Regions from separate parts of the Mus musculus genome. Here regions 1, 2, 3, 4, 5 and 6 are each linked to region 7. Evidence: chromatin contacts called from public Hi-C, HiCAR-type, HiChIP or PLAC-seq and promoter capture Hi-C data. All regions are on one chromosome and are shown on one strand. Each heading gives the region's core, a stretch centred on a gene start, on an enhancer-like site or on the middle of the called end of the contact. The rest is flanking DNA. Distances are from core to core; before and after follow the strand shown.

Evidence for each region. Promoter capture Hi-C pulls out the DNA fragments that hold promoters and counts their contacts. Hi-C and Micro-C count contacts between places; a contact is called where the count stands out from the background. HiCAR-type assays count read pairs that join an accessible place to other places. HiChIP or PLAC-seq counts read pairs in DNA pulled down with a chosen protein or histone mark.
Region 1: a contact with region 7 is called in a promoter capture Hi-C map of liver, with 4 times the contacts expected there. The contact joins the promoter of Gucy2d here to the promoter of Aqp11 in region 7. A contact is called at or near these places in 10 of 39 promoter capture datasets (the 3T3-L1 cell line, 3T3-L1-derived adipocytes, cranial neural crest and 5 more), 5 of 484 Hi-C or Micro-C datasets (the N1E-115 cell line, embryonic stem cells, nephron progenitors and 1 more), 3 of 115 datasets of contacts at active chromatin or transcription factors (T-cell acute lymphoblastic leukemia, bone marrow-derived macrophages and large pre-B cells) and 1 of 9 other capture datasets (embryonic stem cells).
Region 2: a contact with region 7 is called in a promoter capture Hi-C map of pre-B cells, with 2.8 times the contacts expected there. The contact joins the promoter of Emsy here to the promoter of Aqp11 in region 7. A contact is called at or near these places in 2 of 39 promoter capture datasets (liver and pre-B cells) and 1 of 115 datasets of contacts at active chromatin or transcription factors (extraembryonic endoderm stem cells).
Region 3: a contact with region 7 is called in a promoter capture Hi-C map of pre-B cells, with 4 times the contacts expected there. The contact joins the promoter of Gab2 here to the promoter of Aqp11 in region 7. A contact is called at or near these places in 1 of 39 promoter capture datasets (pre-B cells), 1 of 484 Hi-C or Micro-C datasets (the G1E-ER4 cell line) and 2 of 115 datasets of contacts at active chromatin or transcription factors (bone marrow-derived macrophages and pancreatic cancer cells).
Region 4: a Hi-C map of the G1E-ER4 cell line shows a contact between it and region 7, with 4 times the contacts expected there. The contact joins the enhancer-like site here to the promoter of Aqp11 in region 7. A contact is called at or near these places in 9 of 39 promoter capture datasets (the 3T3-L1 cell line, the C10 cell line, cranial neural crest and 5 more), 3 of 15 datasets of contacts at CTCF or cohesin (the NIH/3T3 cell line, embryonic stem cells and large pre-B cells), 16 of 484 Hi-C or Micro-C datasets (the G1E-ER4 cell line, the N1E-115 cell line, embryonic stem cells and 4 more), 5 of 115 datasets of contacts at active chromatin or transcription factors (T-cell acute lymphoblastic leukemia, astrocytes, embryonic forebrain and 2 more) and 1 of 9 other capture datasets (embryonic stem cells).
Region 5: a FOXA1 HiChIP or PLAC-seq map of pancreatic cancer cells shows a contact between it and region 7. The contact joins the promoter of Thap12 here to the promoter of Aqp11 in region 7. A contact is called at or near these places in 4 of 39 promoter capture datasets (erythroid cells, liver and pre-B cells), 1 of 484 Hi-C or Micro-C datasets (the G1E-ER4 cell line), 2 of 115 datasets of contacts at active chromatin or transcription factors (bone marrow-derived macrophages and pancreatic cancer cells) and 1 of 9 other capture datasets (liver).
Region 6: a contact with region 7 is called in a HiCAR-type map of astrocytes, with 3 times the contacts expected there. The contact joins the promoter of Tsku here to the promoter of Aqp11 in region 7. A contact is called at or near these places in 1 of 39 promoter capture datasets (embryonic stem cells), 2 of 484 Hi-C or Micro-C datasets (both in embryonic stem cells) and 3 of 115 datasets of contacts at active chromatin or transcription factors (astrocytes, embryonic forebrain and pancreatic cancer cells).

The regions. Positions count from the first base shown.
Region 1 is chr7:98,439,139-98,442,022 of GRCm38.p6, reverse strand. Gucy2d (guanylate cyclase 2d) reads right to left here and starts at 1,607. Exons shown (of 19, transcript NM_001130693.3): 1 at 1,508-1,607. The coding sequence starts at 1,514.
Region 2 is chr7:98,655,134-98,658,171 of GRCm38.p6, reverse strand. It overlaps Emsy (EMSY, BRCA2-interacting transcriptional repressor), which reads left to right and starts at 1,603. Exons shown (of 20, transcript NM_172280.2): 1 at 1,603-1,698.
Region 3 is chr7:97,080,379-97,083,434 of GRCm38.p6, reverse strand. It overlaps Gab2 (growth factor receptor bound protein 2-associated protein 2), which reads right to left and starts at 1,684. Exons shown (of 10, transcript NM_010248.2): 1 at 1,529-1,684. The coding sequence starts at 1,609.
Region 4 is chr7:98,340,276-98,342,975 of GRCm38.p6, reverse strand. No RefSeq gene overlaps it. Among named protein-coding and RNA genes, the nearest start is that of Tsku, 20 kb to the left of the region's middle. Within about 2 kb of position 1,400, at least 96 of the 459 cell types and tissues checked have an H3K27ac peak or open chromatin away from gene starts, as enhancers often do. A contact at or near this core is called in the G1E-ER4 cell line, the NIH/3T3 cell line, T-cell acute lymphoblastic leukemia and 1 more, where this site is marked.
Region 5 is chr7:98,701,929-98,704,631 of GRCm38.p6, reverse strand. Thap12 (THAP domain containing 12) reads right to left here and starts at 1,385. Exons shown (of 5, transcript NM_028410.2): 1 at 1,154-1,385. The coding sequence starts at 1,242. It overlaps Gm15506 (predicted gene 15506), which reads left to right and starts at 1,704. Exons shown (of 1, transcript NR_144495.1): 1 at 1,704-2,703. It also overlaps the pseudogene LOC108167485.
Region 6 is chr7:98,359,983-98,362,694 of GRCm38.p6, reverse strand. It overlaps Tsku (tsukushi, small leucine rich proteoglycan), which reads left to right and starts at 1,407. Exons shown (of 2, transcript NM_001024619.3): 1 at 1,407-1,453.
Region 7 is chr7:97,736,997-97,739,767 of GRCm38.p6, reverse strand. Aqp11 (aquaporin 11) reads left to right here and starts at 1,521. Exons shown (of 3, transcript NM_175105.3): 1 at 1,521-2,399. The coding sequence starts at 1,781.

The DNA.
Region 1 (2,884 bases), core at 358-2,857, 700 kb before region 7:
CACGCACTAAGTGAAGCCATCCCGCCTCTTCCTCATTATCACCCCCATCTTCAGATCTTTGAGGGGAGGCAAAAGGTACAGAGAGAGCCTAGCAGGAAGGAGGCAGGAAGTTGAGTTTCAATTTCTCCTCCTGTGGAGTTTCCAACACTTTTCCCTGCTGACTGAAGCTTTCAGTACTCTTCAGGGCTGGGGAATGAAAGGCTAGTCTTCTGTTTGTCTCGGAGCCCTGTGGGCTCAGTGCCCTCTGCTGTGATACTTAGTGGTCTCCTAGCATCCAGCAGAGGTTCATGTGCCCTGGAAGTGAATCCTTCGGGGCTGTGGGATGAGCTCTTGATGTACAGAGTCCTTGTCTGTCTCCAGCTGAGAACCAGAGCATGAGTCTTCAGTGTTCTAAGTGGCAGTCACTTCCCTCACAGTCTTGTTACTGAAGTACCCCTGACTCAGACTTTGATGGAACATCTCAGAAGCTATCAAGCTTTTGCTTAACTCTCAGTTTTAGAGGAAGAAACTGATTATGGGTAGTGACTTGTCTGAGGTCTTAACGAAAAGGTGAGACCAAATCAGAGCCAGACTTAGCCACCAACTTCCCAGCCAAAGAGAAATCCCACCTCACCTCACTTGCTTTGTCTCTATATCTATATCTAATCTATATCATCTATATCTATATCTATCATGTCTATCAATTATCTATCTATCTATCTATCTATCTATCTATCTATCTATCTATCTATCTATCTATCTATCTATACCTCATAGAGGATATCAGAGCTTTAAAGATGCTGATGTCTAAGTTAACCCCTATGAGTTCAGTTGGGGACATTGAAACCCAGAGAAGAGGCTATACTTCCCCTGGTCCTGCAAAACATCCATTGAACTCCTTACCTAAGGTCCTGCTGGTCAGACTGCCACAAGAGTCCTGCAGCCAATGGCCTACAGAGGTGCACAGACATTAGCAGGGACCACCTTTTACCACAGCTCTGCCCTGATTTGTAGCACAGGGTCTGGACCCCTTTCTGTGACCTGGTTTCCCCAACCACAGAGAGCTCAGTTTGCCTCTTAAAGTCTCTAAATGTCCATTTTCACTGATGTCCCATGGGCTGGTAGAACATGGAAATAGATCTCCGTCTCTGAGATTAGCCATATTTACCTCCACCTATTGCTTCAAAGGGTGTAAGCTCCTCTGGTCTCTCTGCACTGGGCCCAGTAGGTTAATGGGCAACCCTGAAGTGGAGAGGGGATTGTATTTCTTGGATTTGGTAATGGCCTTTGGGTTTGCCACAGGTTACTTGGTTATGAGGCCATACACATGGAGTTGAAGGTTCCCTATCAGCGCCCTGGAGCTCACAGACAGAGAAGGAAGCTTTTGTCTGCACAAAGGCACCAAGCCAGAGAGAGTGACATCAGCGCAGGGGAGAAGGATGGAGAATTCTTATCAGCCTAGGGTCACCCACTTGCCCCCAGCCTGGCCCTTTTGGCTCTCTTCAGGGCATGCTCCCAGCAGACTCACCTGCCATGATGGGCTGTCAGAGTTGACACTGGATCTTTGTCAGACCGGAGGGTCGCACACCAGGGTCCTCAGAGGCGAGGCTTTCTGAGCACTCTCTGACTTGGGGCCTCCCACGTCTGTGTGGTGTCTTAGCCACTCATTGCTCCTGTTATCTGCTGGCTTCCCGAGACTCCTGCCTGGGGAGTGCTTCAGATATGGCTCGTTCCCTCCCTCTTCCCCTTAGGATTCCAGAGAAATCATCTGGAAAATTGAATCTGTTCAGACACCAGGGCTCTGGGGATCCACACGAGAGAGAAAGAAGTTAGGGTGGGAGGGAGAGGGAGGAGGTAAGAGGGTGTCTTCGGTCAGCACTGTGGACAGCTCTGGCCACTCTGGGGTGCCCAGGAGGCAGGGAGTCCAGACAAGTCACAGAGCTCAGCATTGATAAGCACCCATCAAGTGCAAAGCGCAGTTCATTCTATCCACAGTGGCACCGTTATTACGTCTTTTTAGAGATATACAAAGTCTGGCACAGAGAGGTTAGATAATTTGACCCAGGTTACAGAACCAGTAAGGGCCATGGCTAATCGCTGCTTTAGGCTTCTGTTTTCCGCACCATGATGGTCTTGCATGAGATGGCTTTTGGTGGCTAAGACCTCAGACCAGAGGGCTTGCTTATATCCCCCTTCACTACTCTCTCTGGCGGACCAGCTTTTCTTGAGGTCTCTGTTCTGCTAAGGGCTGACAGCATACTCCACCTCCCCTTGAGATGACTTTGTCACACGGAAATGTGTCTTGTTTGTTTTTGTCACCTTATTCGTTCATCTGGAACTTACTAAGACCTCATTTCCCAGGTCTCCCATGGAGTGAGTCAAAGTCACTTTCCCCCCATTGCCTCAACTATTCCTGCCATTTCCCACAAACTCACTTACCTCCTAGGTGTTGTCCTAGATAAGTGAGCCCCATTGACATGTGGAGAGAACAAAGCATTTTTCTCTTAACAGATCTTTTCTAGCAAGGATAAAGAGGGGCACAAGAGTCAACAAATAATAATTTTACTGCTGAAAAGTGACAGATGTTATAAAACGAGGTGGCGAACCTCAAGGGTACCAGATACACAATTCAGCAGAAGAGTTTTATATTATTATGCAGTCTTTAGAAAGGTAGGTATGGGGCTGGAGAGATGGCTGGGTGGTTAAAAACACTTGGCTGTTCTTCCAGAGGTCCTGAGTTCAATTCCCAGCAACCACATGGTGGCTTACAACCTTTTATAATGAGATCTGATGCCCTCTTCTGTCATGCAGGCATACATGCAAATAGAGCTCTCGTATACATAAGATACATAGAGAAATAAAAATTTTAAAAAAGGGTAGACCTGCCTGTCATAAGTTAGTTTTG
Region 2 (3,038 bases), core at 354-2,853, 920 kb before region 7:
AGTGGTGAAGCTTAATTACGCCTGTCTCACGGAGATGCTGCAAGAGTCAAATCATAGAATGTCTGTTAAATTACAAAACCTCCTATTAAAACTTAATTTACCAGTGAGGTGGTGGTGGTGTACACCTTTGATTCCTGTCTCGAGAAGACTTAATTTACTACCTTGCAAGGTATTCTTAAGAAACTGACCTCAAAATAGGGTGCAATAAGAAGGCCAGGAGAGCTGTATAGGAAATGGTCCTTTTTATTTCTGACTAACCTACAGCTCCATTCAGGAGCAGGAGTAGACTCATATGCAGTGGTTCACAATTTACTTAAAAACTTCTTCTTTTTTCTTGTTTTGGTCTCGGTGTCTCTTGCAGTCCAGTCTGACCCTGCATTCCTCATCTTCTTCCACTTCTACAGTGCTGAGATTATAAATGTAATTCATAATGAACTAGGAAAAGAACTTTCATTCACGTTGTGTATCTTAATATTCCCACAGGGTAGTTTTTCTCGTGTGTCCATCCTAACATCCCTTAGTGCTAGGAATCCGATTCAGGTCTCCAGGTCTTGCACATACTTGACAAGCAATCTGCCATTGAGCTAGATGTCCTCCCAGTGGTTACCCTAGTTTTCACGGGAATCTGCTAACAGAAGGATGCACACTAACAATTCCTCAAGATTTGCACTTTCATTGCATCCGATGCTACCAGAGTTCTTTATTTAGAGGGAGGACACAACAAAATTCGATGGGATTTATAATACTAGAAATTAACTTTGAGTTCTTGGATCAGAGAAACAATATATTGGGTCCCTATCGATCTGTAAAATAGGGGCACAAGGCCTCCACAACATTGTGTGGTTAAGAACAAAGGCTGATGGTGAACCTACCATGTCGTAGTGCCTCAAGTAAGTCCCTTCTTCCCTTTGTCAGATTTTGCACGAGATATCACTACCTCTCCTACTTCGTACATGGCGTAACTCCAAGCTGAGACCGCTCGGATTCCTTTCCTCCACTTGCAACTCCTAACACCGAGAAAGGTGTACGGGCCACTGTGAGGTCTTCTCTCTCCGTAGTGGATAACCTTTCTTGAGTTGTCGTTTGGGTGGCTGGAAGACGCTGATGACTACTCCCAAGCGTCTACGGAACCAGATCTTAATCCTCAACTGGGCATCAGGGACCAAGCTGTGTTCTTTTCATCCCAACCCTCGCTAGAGTGAAAAGGTCGAAGCTCAGCTCCAATTACAGACGCCATCTTGACCGCTACGTGTGACGCCACACGTACAGCCGAAAGAGCAGCTGATTGGCTGGGAAAGACCGGAGGATAGGCGCGCGAAGCTGGAGACTGGAGGGTAATGTAGAAGCCGAAAGGAACTACACTCCCAGACTTCCTTGCGCATGTGACCAGCAAGCAGCAAGAGAAAGAGGAGCGAGGTTGGACTCGGACTACAACTCCCACTAGGACCCGCGTTGTCCGCCCTTTCCTTTCAAAAGGCAGAGGAAAAGGGACAGGAAGAATGGAGGCTTTTGAGTGCTCGTTTCTCAAAAGGCGGGAAAGGCGAACTACACCTCCCGGCGAGCCGCGCGCGCCTGCGCCTGCGCTCTGGTATCTGTCGCCATCTTGCCCCTTCTGAGGCACCGCAAACAAACCTAATTCCTGGTGTCCCCTAGTCTTGGCGGAGGAGCCTTTTAGATGAGCCCCGAAAGGCCGGGCAGGTGGGTGTCTCTCAGGCAGGGTCCTGGGAAAAGCTGGCAGGCTATCCAGGGTAGGGGAGCGCTTGGCCAGGCACGGGGAGCCCGGCTTGGGTCGGTCAGCCCCATCCTCCGTTGTTTCCTAACGGGATCGCGGGGCTCCCTCAAGTGGACTGAGGGCGACTCCGGCATGCCTGGTGATGGGACGCCGGAGGTCGAGGTCTAGGAGCCCCGAGGCGACTCCGGGTTGTCTGACTGTCTGTCCGTGCCCCCGCTTTTTCTCCGTTGTCGTCTCCGCTGAGGAGTGCGCGAGGCGCGGACGCTGGCCAGGGTTCCCAAGACTGGCTGCTGGCCGCGGGGGCGCGGGCTTGACATTGGAACCCGCTCGGAGCCGCGCGGGCGAGGAGCCGGGCGGGCTGCTCTTGTTGTGGTGCTGTGAGCGAGTGCGTGTTTAGAGAGGGGGCGGGGCGGGCTGCCTGCTGACACTTGAGCGGGGGACGGAGTCGGTGCGACCCCGGTGCCGGGAGCACGCTCCGGCTTCTGCTGCCCGGCTTTCCTTTGCTGTGCGGCCCCGCCGTGCGTTTCCCTGGAGGGGATGCTTTGGGATGCCGTGACGTGGTACCCGATTCGGGCGGTCGCCGGCCGCCTCCGAGATTCTACCGGGAGGCGGGGACTGGCTTGGGGAGCGAGCGGATTCCTTTGGCTCTGCCCCTTCCTCCTCTCCACCCCCTTTCTTTATGTCATCCTGCCAGCTGGGGCGCGCCATCCAGTTTGGCTCGCTCAGAGTTGGTTCTGAGCTCAGAGGACTATGGGAAGTAGGGGGAAGGGGGCTCCACTTGAGGCCAAGAGTTGGAGTTAGCAACCCAGAGCCTGGAACGCAGTTGAAGAGTCATATCGGTTTAGTGTTTGACTCTTAGGCTGGCTCATTCATTCATTCTACTCTGCTGCTGACCATCCATTTATCAGTTTAACAGATGTTAAGGAAGATCTACTGAGTTCTCAACCTGTAGTGTAGTTTTGTTTGACCAAGGAATTCACAGTGCGAAATTCTAGGCTTTTAAACTTTTGGTAACTGGTCGAAATGACTCTTTTTTTACTGCCAAAACTTGAGAAAAGAGTTATTGAGTTTCATTTATCCAAATGACATGCTCCACCGTTTGCTTATTTTATCTCCTAACTTATTATTAAGGAAACTGGCAGAGGTCAAATCACTTGTCCAAGGTTGCACAGGTGGTAGAGTCTGTTTGGCAAGTCATATGCCAGCCACTATGACAGAACTTGGCTTGCCCTGTTTTCTAAATAATACTTGAAACAAACTTGGGATTACTTTTTTTTTTTTTTTTTTTAAAATAAAGGCATACAAA
Region 3 (3,056 bases), core at 435-2,934, 660 kb after region 7:
AATGAGAGACAGGGTCTCAAGTAGCAAGCTAGGCTGGTTTTGAACCTCTGATCCTCCTGTCTCTTGTTTCCCAAGTGTAAGTGCTGGCAGTTCAAGCCTAGGCTACAGCAACAGGCAACAGAACAAAACAAAAGAAAAAGCTCCTAGTAATTAAAATATTTTACTCATATCAACTCCCCCCCCCAAATGAGCTTTCAAGCTTAAACACCCCTACTATATTACTGTATGCCAAATCTCTGTCCATTTTCAAAAGGCATGCACTAAATCCTTAGATTCCCTGCCCTTCCCCCTGCCCCCTCTTCCCAGCAAGCAAGTGACCTAAGTCAGAGCCTGGTTTCATTGACACACTTGCACTCCCCAACAACACTTCCTTTGAAAAACAGAATGTCACTTCCTCAGTCCAGAGGCCAGAAGTCCCTTGATTCTGATCTGGGGAGTAGAGACAGGAAACTCTGGTAAGCTTCTGTCCCCCATGGCCAGCCACTAGTGCAGCTGACAGAGGGCAGGGTCTGTTGGGAGCTCCCTTGATGCACTGCAGCTGGAAGCGACCGCTCACTTCCAGGCTGTGGGAGTGATTTCTCAGAGTCCAGCACTCCCAGGCAGCAGAACAAGGACGATTCTTGGCAAGTGGAGAGCGAGAAGATGGGAGGACCTGCACTCCTTTAACGGACTTTCCGTTTCTAAACTCCTCAGACTACCCCAATCTCGGATCCTGGCACCATTTTGTTCTCTGAGCTCGGTAGACAAGAAGTGGGTGCCCCGACCCCAACTGCCAGTTTCTCACGTAGAGGGGACGGCCCGTCCCACCAATTTCACTACACACAGCCAGCTCGCACCACCTAGCAATTCAGAGCCACATCTTCAGACCCCAGACACCAGACGACACAAAACTCTGGCCAGTTATTGAGGACCAAACTGCAGTGTCACCCCGTGGGGCGGAGGACCGCGGTGTGTGTGTGTGGGGGGGGGGGGTATGTGAGAAACATTCGGAATAATGGGAAAGAAGGGGGACAAACAAATGAGTCACTTAATACAAGCGCTGCACATGCCGCTGACGCTGCCCGTGATGTAGTGGCCGCAGACTGGAAGGAAGCAAGGCGGCCACCGGGGAGGGGCGGACAGAGAAAGGGACCGGGAGAGGGGCGCCGGCGCCTCGCCCTTTGTGGGCCCGGGGCCGCGCGGCCCCTCAGCCTACCCTCCCGATCGGGGCGACTCGGCTCCTTCGGCCCCGGGCGTTTTACTCTCCCGGTCGCCCGGAACAATCGCTCCAAACTTCGGCTCGGCGAGCGAGGAGTTCTCGGGGAGGCAGGCGGCAGCCGCAGCCCCGACCTGCGCCCCGCCCCTCGGCGGCGCACCTGTGACAGGTGTGAGGCGCCCCACTCGCGCCCGCCGCTCTCGCCCTCGGAGGCCGCGGGGCCCCGGCTCGCCGCGCCCGGCCTCTCTCAGCGCCCCCATCTCCGAGGCCGCGGGACAGCCCCCGGCCGCCCTCCCGCCGGGCCGCGCCCGCTCGCCCGCTCGCCTCACTCACATAGCGCCTCAACTTCTTCTCGGGAGGCGATTTCCTCAGCCAGCCGGTACACACCACGTCGTCGCCGCCGCCGCCGCTCATGTCGCCGGCTAAACTGGAGCCCGCCGCCGGCTCGCGCGGACAAGGGCGCGGGCGCGGGCTGCTGGGTCAGCCGGCTGCCGGTGCGCGGCTCGCGGGGGAGGGGAGGGGCCCGGCAGCCCCGGGGCGAGGACGAGGCAGTGAGGCGCGCGGGCCCGGCTGCCTGCGCGCGCTCGAGTTCCACCCCCCCCCCCCGCCCTCCGGCCGCGCGCGCGCGCGCGCACACACACACACACACAGCCCCACCAGGGCGCCTCAGCAGGCGGGCGCTCGCCACGCCCACAGCCCCGCGAGGTCCCCGAGGGCAGCCGGCGCAGAGGCCAGTTAGCCTGGACCCCACAGGCCCGGAGGCCGTGAGACGAGCTGTCGCCAGCAGCTGCGTCCTCAGGGTCTTGGTGGCTGTTGTTGGTTTTTTCCCCCCTCTAAGCCTGGAGCTGCAGGCGGGGTCGTGAAGACCTCTGGGTGGTGCCGGTGCTAGGGTGAGGGAAGGCCAGAGGCTATCCACCCTAGGTCGAACGTTGAGCCTATGCTCAACCCCTCTTCCCCAGCGTCGTGGAAGAGTAGGACAGAGATCCAAGGACTGCTCCGGTTTCCTGTCCATTCCCACAGTTTCAGGTTTCAGTAAGTCCGATTCTGGCTGAAATGAGTCCTGCTTCACTGTAAGTTAACTCTCACATCTCTAGGCCAGAGAAGCAGCAAACAGACATACTGTGTGCTGGGAGCTTACTGCATTCACCTTCCACAGCGATTATCTTCACTGCCTTACAAATTGGATAGGTCATAATTATACCCATTTTACAGATAGCCTGAAGCCACACAGCTGACACAATGCAGGCCTTTCTAATCCAGGTGTTTTGGGAGGAGGGGAGGGGAATCTTCTCTCCTGTTTTTTTTTTTTTTTCCCAGAGTGACATTACTGCAGTAATGTCTGTAGATCAAAGGGTGCTTGGGGGGGGGGTGTGGGGGGACTGGACGGGACTAGATCTTATTGCTGAGAAACAAAGTCCAGCTGGCGCTCTCCCATAGTGCCTCTGGGAAAACTGAATCCAGTAAAAGGAAACTGTAAGTTTTGCAGAACACAATGAATTGGAAAACAAGGAGGTATAAAAGAACAAGAAATTGTGATAAAAATGTCCAGAGTTTCCACTCATTGACTTTATAAGAGATCTCTCCTATATAAATGTGAATATAGAGATCTTTTTCTCACTGGCTTGTGCTGAGAGGGTTGAGATAAAGGACCAGGAAGCAAACACCCAACACCAGTGCTCCAGGGGGAAAGTGGAGGAAAAAGAAAAGCAAAACCAAAACCTTTGGTAAGAGTTCTTTTTTTAACTCACAAAGTACCTTTCCAAACAGCATTTAAAAGGTAGGTTCCCTTCTAGTTTCTCATGAAGTTGCTTAGTAACCCACTTTATCAACAGGGAGTTGTGTGGTTGATGCATGAACCGGA
Region 4 (2,700 bases), core at 151-2,650, 600 kb before region 7:
TGAAAGAAACCAGATTTTGCTGTTTCTGGTGTGGAGGCCCTGCCCTGCCCTCCTTCTCTCCCTTTCTCCAGGACAGATGCCAGAGCCTCAGGCAGCAAGTGTGCCCCACCGTCTGGAGGTGGGCTAGGACAGTTGACCCCAGTGAACTTCCCCTATGGTTTTCTAGCCCCTTGACCTACGCCCACTCTGCTCTCCCTTCTTACTGATGATGAGAGTGCCCCAAGTGCCCCCATCCATGGCCCCATGGGCTCAGAGGGGTCTCTCCCTCAAGCTGCAGGAAACATCTTCCTCCCCTGCATGATTTCAATCGTGTTAGCCAAGCGAGGAGCTCAGGCCCACGTTTGCTCCTTCTGGGAGGTCTATGCCCCAGCTTGGGGGTGTGAGCAGCTGAAGTGCAAAGGATAATCCCAGAGTACTAGAAAGACCCGGAAACCATCTTATTTTCCCAAGTGTCTCACAGTTTAGCTTTAGGATTACATAATCTTTAAACTTTCACATGGGTGGGTGTGGTGGGTGTGGTTCAGGTCTTAGAACAAGCAGATCCAGATGGATTCTACTGCATAGCTGATACTGGAGTTTACAAAAGGATCTTACACATTTGAAAGCAGGGCAGGGATGTATGTCACAAGCCCCCCTCCAAACTGCCCTCTTTTCTCTCCTCTTAGAACGATTTGTGTTGACATGGAAAAGAAAAGAAAAGAAAAGAAAAGAAAAGAAAAGAAAAGAAAAGAAAAGAAAAGAAAAAGGAAAGGGAAGGGAAAGAAAAGAAAAGAAAAGAAAAGAAAAAAAGATGAGAGAAGAGAAGAGAGGAGAGGGGGGTGTCAGGGAGGAGAGGAGAGGAGAGGAGAGGAGAGGAGAGGAGAGGAGAGGAGAGGAGAGGAGAGGAGAGGAGAGGAGAGGAGAGGAGAGGAGAGATAGAGGGGGCTAAGATGATGTTGTAGCTGACAGGCTGGCCCAAAGGACCGGCAGGAGGCTAATTCACGAGGGGTAACCACTTTCTCTAGTGGACCTGTGAGAGATGACAAGAAAAATAAAACTCGAAGTCAAAGGCGACAGAATTCTAAGAGTGACAAGTGGATTAAGGAAGAAGGAGGGGTGGGTTGTGAGGAGGCGGGAAAGGGGGCTCAGCTCAGTTCTCCGTGGGTTTGGACGCCTCCCCTATCTGCCTCCAAAGCCTTGCATCTAGCAGAGACCCTACACATCGTCTTGGGGCACCCCGGGATAGGCTAAACTCAGCCCTGACCCATAGCCTCCCATGAAGGAGCCCCAGGCCAGCAACACAAGAAAGCAAAGTGACTGCGTAGTCAGGCCCCGGACTTCAGTTCCGAGGGTCTGACGGGGCGGAACTAAGAGCTTCCGGCTAAGCTTGTCATGGAGTTAATGCCCGGCAGGTGGCGCTGGGATTCCTACTCTGGTGGAAGCTCCTGGGCTTCTATTTCCTGCTTCCTTCCTGGACTCCTACTGACAGAAGCAACAAGTGAGTTGGAGGATGCTACAGGTCCGGAGCAGAGGGCAAATTCAGAAGCACGTATCTGATGACCAGAATTTTTCACGGTTACCAGGAACTCCATTCTCTTCACATAGTCCCCTCTGCTACAAGAACTTTCCTGCTCTCTGTTTCATAGAATTGAAAAATATTAATCCAGGTTCCCTAATAAATAGGGTTTTTGTTTTGTTCTGTTATTTTGTTTTAGAGTTTCCTATGTCCAAACCCAGGGATAGGTACTGAGGAAAGATCAGCGACTAAAGTCTCTGATGTTCGAGATGTTGGCACCTAGTTGGGAAGGGACAGCCCACACACACTGGACATGTTAAACAAGACCACACTACATACTGCCACAAGGTACAGAAGCAATAGATCAGTGTTCATAGGAGAGAATCGGGTCTCCGCGCTCTTACCTCTGAGCTGAGGTCTGAATGGAGGCCAAGCGAGGCCTGCAGGGACACTTCCCAGGGGAAACTCAGATGCCTCGCCCGTGAGAAAGGGACAGTGGGCAGGTGTGCAGTGTAAAGCCAACAGGGCAAGGACAGAGGCCTCGGCTGCCCGGGAGGCTACACTGTGGGGGTGTGCATCCCACCCCACCCCCACTGCAGAGGCAGCAGCTCAGCCATCTGAAGGATGGCCTGGACACACAAAGATCACTGCTGTGTGAGTACAGAACTGGCCAGAGCTGCCAGAGAGGAAGTCATTACCATCAACTGTGACGATGGCAGCTCGGTGGTAAAGATGTCAATGAGAATGAATGTAAAGGGTTTGAACTGTTTCTGGAGTTAAAAAACAAAACAAAACAAAACAAAACAAAACAAAACAAAACAAAGAGCAAAAAGCAAGCGAAGGAACAAACAACAAAATCCCTATCAACAAAAAGGAGTCTGATGAATCCAGCCCTGCGATGGCTTCCTTCTTGCTTTATCAGAGAGATAAGAAACGGAGCAGAGGGAGAAAACAGTTTGGCCAGGTCCCATAACTGATTAGTGATAAAATCTGGGCTTAAAGAGCATTGCTGTCTGCCACCCGTAGAGGGTTGTTTAAAGACTTGACTCAAAGCAAAGGATGGAAACCAGAGAGTAAGCTGCCCAGGCACTGATACAAGCTTAACATCAAACCCAGAGACCCTTTGCAAAGCGTTACCAAGGTAACCAGGTACTGCCCTCAGCATAGGCTCTACTGCTCCTTCAACTCTGGGAGCATCTCCATAA
Region 5 (2,703 bases), core at 136-2,635, 960 kb before region 7:
AGCCCTAACTGGCCTGGAACTTACTCTAACCCAGGCCTGCTTCAAATCTCAATTCTCCCTGCCTCCTCAGCGCTGGGATAACAGACAATGTCCACTGCTCAGCTCCCTGGCTATGCTTTTTTCTTTAATCTGCTCTGGTATATGCACGAGCGTTTTGCACTTTGAGCATACCTGGTACACAGGAAGGCCAGAAGAGGTTGTGTAATCCCCTGGAACTGAAGTCACCTAATGTGGGTATAGAACCCAGGCCTTCTGCGAGTATAAGTGCTCTTCAGCATTGAGCTATCTTTCCACCTGTTCCCTAGCTAAAAGCCCTTCCAACCCCTGCTGTATTTTTCTTCAGGATATTTTTCATTATTGGACACGGTATTATAAATATTTTACTTGCCAATTTCCCAAGACTTGAATGTAACCTCTGAGAAGAGGGATTTTCATTGGTTCATGTTACCCACTCTCATACTCTGACCAATTTCTACCAACTGTCGGCTTTCAATAAATATTTGCTCAATTAATATCATGCTATATTCAGCGCTCGTTGATAGATCTGCTCTCTCTCTCTGTGGATTAGGTGCTTTCTGCCGTCCGTGACAAAATTCACTCGAGTCTCCAGCACCTGACATGAGTACTTCAAACATGGTTAAGCACTGATTTTTAAACGAATGAGCCAACAGGAGAGCTCTGAGAACTACCTGCAGTCTATCACACTAAGTCCCTATGATTCTCAGACTACGTCCCAGATTATAAACTACCCCAAGGAAAAGTGAAGTTGCAATACCATATTCCCACGCCCTCACACTTGTCCTCTGTGGTCCCAACAACCAAGGGAGACAATGAGTAACGGTCGGCATTTGAACACTGGGTTGACAAGTCCGAAGGAGGCAGTTGTGACCTGATTTAAGATCAAAGAAAGCGGCTCGCCTCCAAACAGAAACACTGTCCTAGAAGAGACCAGTGACGCGGGGGAAGGCAGGGCCCCTGGGAACACAGCCCTGGAGAAGGGTTACTTCTTTGACAGCTAAGGAACCGCGTCGGACCACCAAAGGCGCTAAGCGCCCACTTCATCCGCCTTCGCGCCCCCGGGTGGCACCCACTGGGCCGGGTGCCCGCGAGCGCACGTGCGCGCAAGTCCCTGAAGCTTCCGCGCCCCACTCACCTGGCCGGGTCCCGCGGGAACCTGAAGAAGGCCAGGTCAGACTGCGTGCTCTTCCGTGTGCAGTTGGGGGCAGCGCAGAAGTTCGGCATGGTCGTCCGGCCGCCGGCCGGTCCAGCCCTCCCCTCCCCGCCTCGTCAGGGCAGCGCGGCCGCCCCGCGGGGCCGGGGAGGGGAGCTGGGCCGGCCGGCCGGCTCCGCAAGGCCGCGCGCGGAGGAGGGGCTGGCGCGCGAAGCCGCGAGGGGCAGGAGGGGCGCGCGGGCCGAGGCTGGGCTGGGGCCGCGGCTCCACAGTGCTGTGTGCGGCCGGGAGGATTTACCGCCGCCGCCGCCGCTGCTGCACCTCCAGCCCGCCCGGGACGCTACCGCCTCCTTCCCACAATGCACCCTGGCGCTGGAGGGTGCCCTCTCTTCCCTCAGCTATCCGCCCCCGCCCTCTTCGCAGGCGACCGTCCCTGCGGGCGGGCATGCGCACTCGAGAGGGTCGGGCCAGCTGCGTAGTCTCAATGCACATGCGCACAACCCAACCCGCGCAAGGAAGGAATTGCGCATGCGCTGTAGTCTCCCCGGGACTGGCGAGCGCAACCCCGGGTTATTCGGGTAGGTTTGCTGTGTGCGGGTTCCTGCAGATCCAGGGCAAGCTAGAACGTTACTTCACGGCTGCGTCTGCCCGGCTTGTGTAAAAGTTGTCACGGTTCATGCGTCCATTGCGTGAGTCACCGTAGACTCTTAAAGGCAACAGATTCGGGATGACCCTTGCGATTGCTTTGAAACAACTCGCGGGTTGAACGCAAACATGAGTTGTAGAGGATTTAATTTTTAACCCGTTTTGCCTTCCGGTTACTCTGTGACCGAATTAGTGCTAGATTGCTAGCCGCACACCTTGACTAGACGCTAGGGTAAAAGCTCAGAAAAGCAGTAACTTCCTTGGTGGTTTCCAGAGAGGCAGGAATAGTGCAATGATTAGGCCAGCAGCACCCTAGAGATTTTTACCTCAGGCTTCTCACAGTCCTGGCCTGATAACGTTCCTGTATGGTTTTGTTTCAAAATGAGTGGCCGCTATTTAGAACAAAGTATCAAATTTTGCGTAAAATCGAACACGTCTGCAAGTAAGACCCACCACTTTTGAAAGAAGCGTATGGGGGTGAAGTGGTGTCGAGGGCTTGAGTATTTGACTGGCACAAAAGGTTTAAAGAAGGGTGGGAAAATGTCTGAGATGATCCATGAAGTAGTCGTCCAGTCACCCACAGAACGGATGCAAATATCCAAAAGGTCACGGACTTTGTGTGAACAAGCAGTTAACAGTGAGAAGGATGGCTGAAGAAATTACATTTAGAGAAAGAAACCATTAGATTCATTCTGAAAGGAAACCTGAACACGAGAAAAACGTCTGTCAAAGCTATAGCAAGTATTTTGAAGGATCAGCCTGAACTTGGGGAAATTTGAGTGTCCATCTGGTCATTCAAAGGAAATTAAGAACGCTAGTTTATAGGTGAGGGAAAAGAGGACAAGTTCTGAGATGTGGAGTTAGCTGCAGCAGAGTGCTGATGAGGA
Region 6 (2,712 bases), core at 158-2,657, 620 kb before region 7:
AAGGGTGACCCTGCCCACTTGGATACGATTTCAGACGAGGCCACAGTAAAAAGATTCCCCTAAAGACCTCCTATTCCCAAGGATGATGGATTTTTTTTTTCTTTCCCTCTTTTGGCTTTTTGAAACATTCTTTCTCCAGAGCTAGGCTTTCACACTGACAGTTATCCTGCCTCCCCCTCCTAGGAGACAGGGACCATTGTCCCCTCTCCTCATTAATAGCAGGGTTCAGCCCAGGTGAGTCCCCAGGGCCACATGGTGGAGGGAAGGGAAGGGTCTGAACAACCACTTTCTTCTGAGTGTGAACTTGACTTTGCTGACTGGGAACTTCCTTTTCCTCGGGCAGACACGCACAAGCCCAAGCAAAGATTTCTGTTTTTAAATAATAAGGAAGAAAGAAATGAAAAGACTGTGTGCAACAAGCCTGGGCCACGGCAGGGAAACATGGCTGGAGTTCCCCACCCAGGGGCCCTTTCCAAGGTGGCAAGTTCCTGGGAGGTCCAGAGACAATACCACACTTCCCTCTAACCCTTTACTTCCCTCTGGAGATAGGCACTGTCTGGGTATGTGGATAGAAGTACCTGCAGCAGGCAATTTCTCTCTTCACTCATGTATTTTTTTTCAAACACACACATGTCATATATCATATATATTTGCATATATATATATATATATATATATATATATGCAAATAATTTCGGCAGAAGAGGATGGAAGACTTAAGCCGCTACTACAGAGCAGTTTCCCTTCTTGGAAATCCAGCCAGAAGTTGACTTTCCCTCCAGGAAAAAAAATATGTCTGTTAAGTCTGTTGCTTTCTCCCTCACTTGGTGTCTGCCAGCTTTCCTGCTTTTGCTCTCTCTCTCTTCTGTTCTGCCTTGTCTCTTTTCTCAAACACACCCATTAGTGACTCTGGACCTTTTTTAAAACTTTTTTTTTAAGTGGGGTAGGGGAGAATTTGAGAGAAAAACCCTCACCCACCCATTCTTGCCAACTAATTCTGCTTTCCTACACACACACACACACACACACACACACACACACACACACACTGGCGACCTCCAGATGTTCCCGACCCAGCGGCCATCTGCTGAGATTACTGGGACGCGCAACTGAAGGAAGGCAGAGGGGGCAGGGATCCGGGTTGCAGGAAGCTGGGAGAGGCCTTGTGGAGTAGGAGGGAACCGCGCACTTTTTAGACGCTCCCTAGGGTGGAACCCGTGCTCGGCCGGCGGGGGCAGGGCTGCTAAAACGCCCCCCTAGACTTGCACTTTAACGACGCTCCCTGAGCTTCCTGGCCTGTTGCCGGTGCAGCCACTGGGTGCCGAGCAAGGGGAGCCCGGCGGCGGGCGGGGACGTGGGGCGGGACGAGCGGCGCGGAGAAAAGCGCCGGCCCATGGGCCAACGCCGGGTCGCCTAGGTGAGCGTGCCGAGGCGACAACTGCAGACCTGCCAGGTGGGTGCTGTCGGGAGGCGCAGCGAGATCGGCGCGCATTTGGAGGTTTGGAGCCCGGGACTCCAACCTCACCGCCCCATCCCGTGAGCAGGCCAGCGCGAGGGGCGGGTCCGGGTCCTGCCAAGGCCCCTCAACTTTTCCGGGACACCGAGCCATAGAGTCGGGGGAGCAAGGGTGAGGGCTTTCAGGAGACAAAGGCTCTGCCTGGGGGTCGTGGGCGTGGGCCGGCGCCTCCAGGGTCTTTGTAAGAACACGTGCATCTCACGGTACTGGGTCTTTTGTGGATTTGGGTTCGGAAGCCAGCATCTGCCTTGCCTTTGTGTGTGCGTGGCTTTGCATGGCTATCTCGCTCCAGTGTCCCCGTTTTGCAGCCTTGCGTTTGGTTGTGGGGACCGGTGGGCGCTCCTAGTGTCCGCATACGTGGTCTATGCTTGTCGACGTGTCTGAGTTGAGTATCTGTGGGGTATGTGCGCACTGAGAGCCCTGAAGCTGCCCCGACTCTCTGCTCCCTTTCTGTCCATCGTTTTCCCCCTACTTGGCTTCAAACTTTTCTCTGGGTTCCTCCGGCAACGCCTGTTGGCAGCCCTTCTCTGTCTCACCTCCGGAGGTCCTTTGAGCCGGGAGGGGATGAGATGGATTTGGTGGGTTGGGGGTGATCTGCAGTGCCTGGCGACTGGCCCGGGCCAGGACTGGGCGGAGCGTGCGGGACACCCTCACTGGACCCCAGTGGGAGGAGGGAGGGGACACCGCTGGTCTGGGCTCCGGCCTGAGGCCAGAGACCCGGGAATAGCGTACTGCTGGCAGTAGTCTGCTCTGCGCTCCGGGGACAGAGTGAGTGCGGACTGAGATCAGTCTGTTTGGTGGAGAGACTTGATTGGCTTTGAGTTCCGGCTCTGCTTTAACCCGACCCCAGAGTGAGGGGACGAACCTTCCAATCCAGTAGGTGAGAAAAGCCACGGTTTGTCTGCATCCGGCCTGCTCGCGGCCCCTAGCCCTGATTGGGCTGTGATGAAAAGGGGCTTTCCACACACTAGTTTCCCAAGGGATGGCCAATGGCTCACGTAGGGCACGGGCGTGTTGCAGAGCCCGTTGAGATTCGGTCACTGATGTGGATGAAGTGAGAAGAACTCTATGCCGTGGGAGCGGAGCGCACCGTGGTGGTAACCAGCGTGGCGAGCTTAGCTGAAAGCGGCTCCCGCCCACACTTGGCCAGGCTCAGAGGTGACTCAAACTTTGATCCTTTCTTGCTCCATGCTAGC
Region 7 (2,771 bases), core at 272-2,771:
ACGGTGAATCTTGTCTGCATCATCTAATACGAGGTTCAAGTACTCCTCAATGCCAATAATGCAGCCATCTATCCCTCTTTCCCAATATTCACTTGCTCACACAGCCACACCGGAATCTGCCTGGCAAGTATCTGAACTTGAGGTTGGCGGACTGCACCATCACCCTCCACACCTTCTGTGGCCCTGGCCCTGGTATGCCATGGTTGGAAGTCACAAAGACCATCTAGGAGGAAGGTCGCCTCAGAAAGTGACTTCCAGAACTATTTTAATATTCCCTTTTTCCCCCCTTCCCTTTTGCTCCGGCCCCGCTCGCACTGGACCATAGGTTTTTTATTTGTTTTTCATTAAGGATGGTTGTGAGCCACCATGTGGTTGCTGGGATTTGAACTCACGACCTCCGGAAAAGCAGTCAGTGTTCTTAACCGCTGAGCCATCTCACCAGCACCTATTTTAATATTCTTATTTGGGATATCTATAAGGCAAACTTCACAATAGATGTTAACTGTGCTGGAATACTTGACTCTCAGCTGGTGCAAGACTTCAGCTCCAGGCTAGCTTCCTTTCCATGGCCCCTCAAACTCCCTTCTTTCCATCCTGCCTCAGGTTGTCCCAGGATTCTGGGAAGCCAACCAATCCAAGGGTTTCCTTCCCACACTGGATGCCAATGAGAACAAGCAAACAATGTTTTCTTAGTATTTTAATATCTCATGATGAAGATAACATAAACATTATAAACTTTGAGGACTTCATGCCTAAACCACCACCTGCAGGCAAGGTGCTTCCAGCAGGTAAAGGTGCCCAATTGAGGACTTGAGTTTGATCCCTGGGACCCACCTTGTGGAACACATGAGATTGGGCACAGCGACCCCCGTATGTATGTATGTATGTATGTATGTATGTATGTATATACATACATATATATATATGTGTGTGTGTGTGTGTGTATGCACATATATAAACATAAATAAGACAATTAGATAATTAAGCAAATGCATTCGATAAAAAATAAAACACAACATCCAAAGTTTGGAAATAGTGGCGATAGCTAGATAAAGTGTGAATATAATTAACGTCAATTTTACACATAAATGGATATATATATTTTCCCCCACACTTACGAAAAAAGTTCGAGTGTGGGTGAAGAAAACCAAAGCTCTAACACCTTGTCAAACCAGTCAAACCTCGGTTCTCACGCCCACTCCCAGTTGACCACAGCTCCTTCCCTGAGGGTCACCTCCTCGCTCCTCAACCTCAGTCTCTCCATTAGTAAAAACGGGGTGGCTGCAAAGATGACCTCTGGGGCTCCGTGGAGTACAGTTTCCGGAGTGTGCAAAGATCAAGGCAGAGTTCCCAAGCCACGCTCCGATCGCCACATGCTCTAGCACCAGCGTGGTGCGGTCTTAGGCTCGGGGTCCGGCGCTGAGAGCCCAGAGCTCGGGCGCCACGCGCGTGCGCAGTGGTCTCGGGGCCCTGGCCCTGTGCTGAGGGAGGCGGCGGAAGGCGGGTGCGCGTGGGGCTCTACAGACCGTTGTCCCCTCCGCCAGTGCCCAGGGACAGCTCCCTCGCCGCCTCCTTTCCCCCGCCCTCCCCCCCTCCCCGGCTCAGGTCACATCTGCACAGCGCAGCCGGGGAGGGGAGGAGCCCTCCAGCGCGGAACCCGGGCTCTCCACTCGGCCCGCCCCTGAGGGGCGTGGGAGGGCGGGGCGGCGGACTTCGGACTCCAGCCCCCGACGCTCCTCTGTCCCTGCCGCCCTCAGCCATCCCCAGCGGTGAGGGAGCCATGTCCGCGCTACTGGGGCTCCGGCCCGAGGTGCAGGACACCTGCATCTCGCTGGGGCTAATGCTGCTGTTCGTGCTGTTCGTGGGGCTGGCCCGCGTGATCGCCCGGCAACAGCTACACAGGCCCGTGGTCCACGCCTTCGTCCTGGAGTTTCTAGCTACCTTCCAGCTCTGCTGCTGCACCCACGAGCTCCAAGTGCTGAGCGAGCAGGACTCTGCGCACCCCACCTGGACTCTGACACTGATCTACTTCTTTTCCTTGGTGCATGGCCTGACCCTGGTGGGCACAGCTAGCAACCCGTGCGGCGTGATGATGCAGATGATTCTGGGGGGTATGTCCCCCGAAATGGGTGCCGTGAGGTTGTTGGCTCAGCTGGTTAGCGCCCTGTGCAGCAGGTACTGCATAAGCGCCCTGTGGAGCCTGAGTCTGACCAAGTACCATTACGACGAAAGGATCTTAGCTTGCAGGAATCCCATCCACACCGACATGTCCAAAGCGATCATCATAGAGGCCATCTGCTCCTTTATTTTCCACAGCGCTCTACTGCACTTCCAGGAGGTCCGAACCAAGCTTCGCATCCACCTGCTGGCTGCACTCATCACCTTTTTGGCCTATGCAGGTTTGTTATTCCTACCAAACACTTGGCAGTCCGGAGCCTCTATGACCAGAGGTTCTAAGTTCTTTACCGATACATTTGAGCACCCCCTGCACCCTACCCTGGGCCACTTATTATTCTAACCACCTTGCAGCCTAGCAGTTGGAGCCAACATACAGATCTTCATTCATTGCTGTTTTGAACACCCAGAGAAAGCAGACACTCCGGTGCCGAAACTAAGATCGTGGCAGATTACTGCCAAAGGCTTAAATAGCCCACAAAGGGATTGTTTTAATGTTAGAAAGGCAGCTTATCAGTTACGGCTCTCATGCCAAGGTGGTATAGATTGCTTCTGACACTCTTACTGAGAAACGATCCGGTCAAAAAGTTCCTTCG